Regions from separate parts of the Oryctolagus cuniculus genome. Here region 1 is linked to region 2. A link is a contact called in public Hi-C data. All regions are on one chromosome and are shown on one strand. The core of a region is the stretch at or near the end of the contact, and the rest is flanking DNA. Distances in the headings are between cores, read along the strand shown.

Region 1 (3,023 bases), core at 306-2,805, 510 kb before region 2:
TAACTACTCTCTTTTGCAGCCTTAGTTTGAAAGGCAGGCATGTCCCAAACAGGACAGACGTGCCCCCAGACACCCAAGCCTGCGAAGCTGAACACCTACACTGTCCTGCCACAGTCCCCTTCCTTCCGTTCTTTTGCTCAATCCAGCCGAACCGTGCGTAACACAATCTGAAAACTTGTCCCACAAGGCTGGTTTGATTTAATGATACCTAGTAGAAAGGCTTTGCACTTTCATGATCATTTCCACCAGAAAAATCTCTCTGGAACTTACTAATAATCATCAGACCTAATAGGAGCCTTGGATGGGAGATTTATTAAACCTATCCCGCAGAGCGGGTAAAGTGGACCCACTAGGTATTCAAGCATCCTGGCTGGGCTGCGGCCCTGCAGACTCCCAGCCTAGCGCCCTAAAAGCATTCCTCAGCTCTTGATTTATTCGAGGAGCTCCACTGCTTCCTCTGCAGGGGCTGTGACACTGCGAATCTTGCCATTACTTCCACTGCGTTGGGGGGCTGGGAGACACTGCGGCTCTCGGCCACAGTGGCCAGGGTAGTGGGACAAGGCTTTCTCCAGGAAGTTTCCTTCGACTGTGAAAACAGGGCTTGTGGTCCCACAGCAAGAACGCCTCCTGGACACTTGGTTCAAACCCGGGTTATGGAAGGGGCCTAAGTAGGCAAGAATCTAGGTAGGGGCGATACTTACTTCCCTTACTGTTCTTAGCTCGTGAGCTAAACTTCCACTAAGGTTCATAAATCGCCAGCACCGTGAATTTAAAAACCGACAGAGAGAGAGAGAGAGAGAGAGAGAGAGAGAGAGAGGCAGTCCGCCGACTTTTCTTCCCAAACAGGAAGAGACCCGTATCTGAGAAAGATGTGCAGTAAGTTTCCTAAGGGTCTCCACGGCGCCAGGGGAGGGCACGCCCCGAGGGAGCAGCGGGCGGGGTCTCCGGGGTCCCCGCGCCGCCTGGGCAGGTGCGGTGGCCGCACCTCGGCGGCCGGCACGGTCCCCGGCGACGCAGGGCGCCCGCTCACTTCTCGCCACCTGACTCGGGCCCTTCCCTTCGGCTGGCTCGGCCCGCTCCGCCGCCTCGCTCTCTCCCCCGCCCCGCGAGGCTCGGTTCAGTCATCCCTTTGTCCTCCCCCGGATTGGCAGGTTTTATTATTCCGCCTGAACAATCCGGCCGCCCAGTGGCTGAGGGTCGCTGACGTCGGCGGCAGAGCCGGGGAGTAGTTGGGATTCTGCTCTGTCAGTAACACATGTGTAAGCGCCGCGGAGGGAGCGAGCGAGCCGGCTAGAGGCCAGCGCCGCCGCCGAGCCGCCGAGCCGCCGAGCCGGGCAGCAGCAGCAGCAGCAGCCGCCCCGGCAGCGGCGCAGGCTCCAGCGCGCCGGGCCCGGGCCCGGCCGCAGCCCCCCGCTGCCAGCGCGCGCCCGCTTCTGCCGGGGCCCCCCGAGCCGTGCGGGCCGCCGCTCCTGGGGCTGTGGTCTGCGCCGCGGCTCCCGGCCCGGAGGTGCAGGGAGCGCGGCCGAGCCGCCTCCGGCAGCCTGAGCGGGCGGGCGGGCGAGGGAGCGAGCGAGGGAGCGCGCGGGAGGGAGGAAGGCGGCGGCGGCGGCGGAGGAGGAGGAGGAGCGGGCGGAGCGCGGCGGGGGCGGGGGCATATACAAAGTGAAGCCACATTGCCAAACTTGCAGCAGCGATTGCAGCAGTTGCTGCCGCTGCGCCGCGCCTCGAGCCGCGCCGCGCGGGCCGAGGGCTCCCACCGCTGTTCGAGCGCAGCCGGAGGCTGAGGAGAAGGACGGGCACCGCCACTGACACTTCTGCTCCCGGCCGCGCTGCCCCTGAACGCGGGGGGCCCCCCCACCCCAGCCCCAGAGCAGCGCGATTTTAAAAAAAACAAAAACAACAACAACAAAAACGCCCAGCCGCCCTCAGCCCCCTCCTCCCCTTTCCTGCATCTGCGAGAACTCCCTCCCTCCGCGCCGCCGGCCGAGGCGCCCCTTCCCTGGAAGCCGAGCGGCTCCGCTCGCCCGCTCGCCCGCTCGCTCGTTCGCCGCCGCCGCCGCCGCCGCCCGCAGTCTCGCAGTATAGGGGAGAAGCAGGTAAGGGGGCGGCTGGGGAGCCGGGGAGGCCGGGAGGGGGCCCGGGCGGGCCGGGGCTGTTTTCTTTGGCTTCCTTCCCTTGACCGTCCCAAATTGCAAGTAAACAATACGTCGGCTTAGATAATGCGCGAGTCTGAAACTACCGAGGCCAGCCTGCGAGCTAGCGCGGAGGGCACGGAGGGCAGCCCCGGGCCGCCCGCTTTGTAGCGGCTCCTGCTTCTTACAAAAGGGTTCCTCTCGGAGGCCGGGCTGCCGGGGACCCTGGCGGGGGTGGGGATGTTTCCAGGTCCGAAGAGGAAGGCTGGGTGGTGTGTGTGTGGGTGGGTGGCTTGGGGGGTGCTTCGATGCGGGGTTAAGTAGGAGAAGTAGTGCGTTGGGGGGTGGGGGTAGGCACGACCCCCTCCCCCTTCTAGTAAACACTGTTTTTGAAACAGTGGCAGAAAGGATCTAAGTGACCAGGATTAGGTATTGCTGGTTCTTTTTAAAAAATTCCTCTTGGCTTATAAGTCTTTTGTTCCAATCCAGGAGAAATCCGGTGAATCACCTAATTAAAATCAAGACATGAATTAAGCATCCATTTTTGTACTACAAATTGCCAGCGCTACGTTTGTCCCTCCCTTGGTCTCCATTAAAAAACACCAGAGACGTTGTTAAAGGGGGCAGATTTTGCCTCTAGCTGCCAGTTCTGCTTTCTATTTCACTGAGTATCCCAGGACCTAAATTGCTTGGCTATGTAATTACTAGAGTATAAGCCTATTTAACTTAAAAGCTTTCTTTTTTTTTTTCCAACTCTAAATGAAACTTGATGAGGGCCGTCCTTAGTTATCAGGGGAGTCGGTTTCTGCTCAGTCCTCTTGATTCATCTCTTTTAGATTTAATCAGCATTAAGGTATTGCTTGTCCTTAAGAGCTTTAGCTAATGGGGTTA
Region 2 (2,730 bases), core at 26-2,525:
TCCACTTAGCTCTGAGCAGCCTGGAAAATCTCACCAAAATCTTCCTCCCACTTGATCAGGAAGCATTTCAACCACAGACACAGAGAAGATGGTGCACCATTTGGTCAGCTTCTCTGAATTGAATTGACCTCTCAGCTTTGTAAAATATATCTTTCATTGACTTCAATACCAACCACTTAATCCTTGGAAATTAATCGAGGGAGTTTGAGTTTGAATTTCCCTGGTGTTATTGGTATATGGAAAAATCTCGTTACTTAAATCTCACTTTTGTGTGTTACATCGTAATTTTTAAGAGATCATCATAGCAGTCTCCTATTTCTGTTCACTCTGAAAATCCAAATGGGCTTATTTCCTAAATTGCTAATAACCTTACTCAGTCAAACAAATTATCAAGTATATGGACTCCAGTTGAACACAAACTCATTTTATTTGATGAAGGTAAGAAAAATACTGAGATTTCCATTTTGAGAGCAAAACTGCCAGGGTGAATTACTTGGAATGTAGTTCAACATGATGAAATGCCATAAATTATACTGAAAATTTCTTTGTGTAGGTATCCAGCTCTGTATGCTTTTATTGATAAAGCAGCAATCCCTCCCACCCCCGCTTTTTTATGAAGACTAACAATTACATTACCCTGGGAAAGAATTTGACTTCTATTAGCTGAGTACAGCACTCATACAGGAAACTCTTACTGTCGTGGAGTAATTTTAGCAGAAAAAAAAAAAAAATTCCTGGTTAGGAAACTCTGCCTTGCACCCTGAGCATGATGTCACCTACCTTGGGTGCTTCTGGGCTCTGTCTGCTGTAGGAACAGCTCAACAGAACAAGTCATTTCAGTCAAGTAGCAAGCAGGAGCCAATGTGGAAAGTGTTCTCAGATACAATGTAGCAAATGTACTGCTGCATAAAGATGCTTTTTCAAACAAAAGTTTGGCAGGGCTCAGGAACGGGAACAGAAGGTAATGCAGAGTTCTCCCAGGCTGCTCTGGGAGCTCTGAAAGTGGGCTGGATGATTCCCCACACACTTCTCCCCAACTGGGCACGCATTTTGGCAGCCGGTCTTGTTTAGGTTCTGCCATTTGATTTTCAAGGAATTGCTACAGTATACAAAGTTTTTTTTTTTTTTTTTTTTAAATCCAGATTGTTACGTTCCATATGTTTGAGTAAAATATTCAGAAGTGACCAGCTGCATTCCAAAGAAACCTGTTTGAAAGCTTTGGACCCAACCTCTGCCCAGCCAGAGAGGAAAAGGCCTCGTTCCCTTAGCATTACTCATTCGGTCAAAGATTAATCCTAATGAGCCACTTTCTCTGGGCAGGCACACCCAGGCTTTGCATTACATACTTACGATTTCTCAATATTTAGGCCAAAATGTGTACACTCAGATGCTGATAGATACTGTCTTTCCAGAAACCATTAACCACAGTATTAACTGTAAGAACTTAGTGAGTTTAAGGAACGAAGCCAAGCAGGGGGTTGTTCAAAGCCGAGTCAAAGACCACATTGATGGAACTTGGTTGCTAAAAACAGAACAGGAAGAAAACCCAGTTCCCCATCTTTTGGTTTCATCTGGCCTCCGCCGCCACCTCCGCCAGGTCAGTCTCCAGCAGGAAGTGCTGCTAGCTTAATTGACTTCATCAGGTAATGGTAGCCACTGGGATGCAGTCTGAAGTTTTTTTATTCAGAGAATCAGCATGGAGACAGAATTTCCTGATTCCTCTGCCAGACCCTGGGAGAGTGACTGCACACAACATTGCCACAGTGAGGGCGATCTCAGCAGTTCATTGCCTCCGTGCCACGAGGCAGCTCCACGCTGGTCCACGCCTGCTTGCTGGGGAGAAGTGCTGCTGTGAATACGTTTCTAGGAGTTAAGGGTTTATACCTCGCCATCCTTATTCTAATGCAGGTCTGAAATTAAATTTCATTTATATTCCGTGACTGCTTTGCCTTATACAAAGGGTTTTAAAATTTTTATTTTTCTCACCTATCTCGTAGGATTTTTCTGACGCTCGGGACTGAGAAGACAAAGGTGTAAAGCAAGCGAAAGAGATACAAAAAGGGAGATAAAACACGGAAGGGAAGGGAAGCAGAGAGAAACATTAATCCAGTCAGGGATAGCACTCAATTTGAATTTAAACTCAAAATAAACATTTATTGAGCTGTATATGTAGCCATATGGACAGGACAATGCTAAGTGATGTTGACTAAATAAGCAGACCATGAGGCAGCCCCTCATCTTGGAAGACTTATAGTTTAGTGGGGGACAGATCAATAATCTTCTAGCTTTTGTTGTTGCTGTCATTTGTGCCAAGCTCGGACACAATCATACTGTGACCAAAATGAAGCACTTCCTAGTCTGTATCACTTTAACCCCCACCACACCAGGGAACTAGATACCATAATCTTTCTATTTTTTTTTTTTTTTTTTTTTTTGAGAAGGAATCCAAGCTCCCGGAAAATTTTGCCCAACATCTCACAGCTGATACATAGACAGTCCAGGAATCAAAGCTAGATCTTCTAAGCCCAGGAATGCTGTTCCTTAAGATTATGATATACTGGCTCACCCAGAATACAATGAATAATGCTACCAGCATACTGAAATAAAGGCTGAAGCCAAGGTTGGAAAAAGACCTTAGGGAGAACAAAGCAAGGAATCATTAATTTTAACTAGTTTCATTAGGAAGTGGTTTATAGATCCATGCATTTATCAATGGCTTTAAGAGACTAT

What was found. A called contact is a pair of places that touch in the nucleus more often than the background predicts.
Region 1: a contact with region 2 is called in a Hi-C map of embryonic fibroblasts, with 3 times the contacts expected there. The contact joins the promoter of LMO4 here to the enhancer-like site in region 2. A contact is called at or near these places in 2 of 6 Hi-C or Micro-C datasets (ear pinna and embryonic fibroblasts).

What each region holds. Positions count from the first base shown.
Region 1 is chr7:83,787,092-83,790,114 of mOryCun1.1, reverse strand. It overlaps LMO4 (LIM domain only 4), which reads left to right and starts at 1,555. Exons shown (of 5, transcript XM_002715878.5): 1 at 1,555-2,096.
Region 2 is chr7:83,276,881-83,279,610 of mOryCun1.1, reverse strand. No RefSeq gene overlaps it. Among named protein-coding and RNA genes, the nearest start is that of LMO4, 510 kb to the left of the region's middle. Within about 2 kb of position 1,275, at least 1 of the 8 cell types and tissues checked has an H3K27ac peak or open chromatin away from gene starts, as enhancers often do.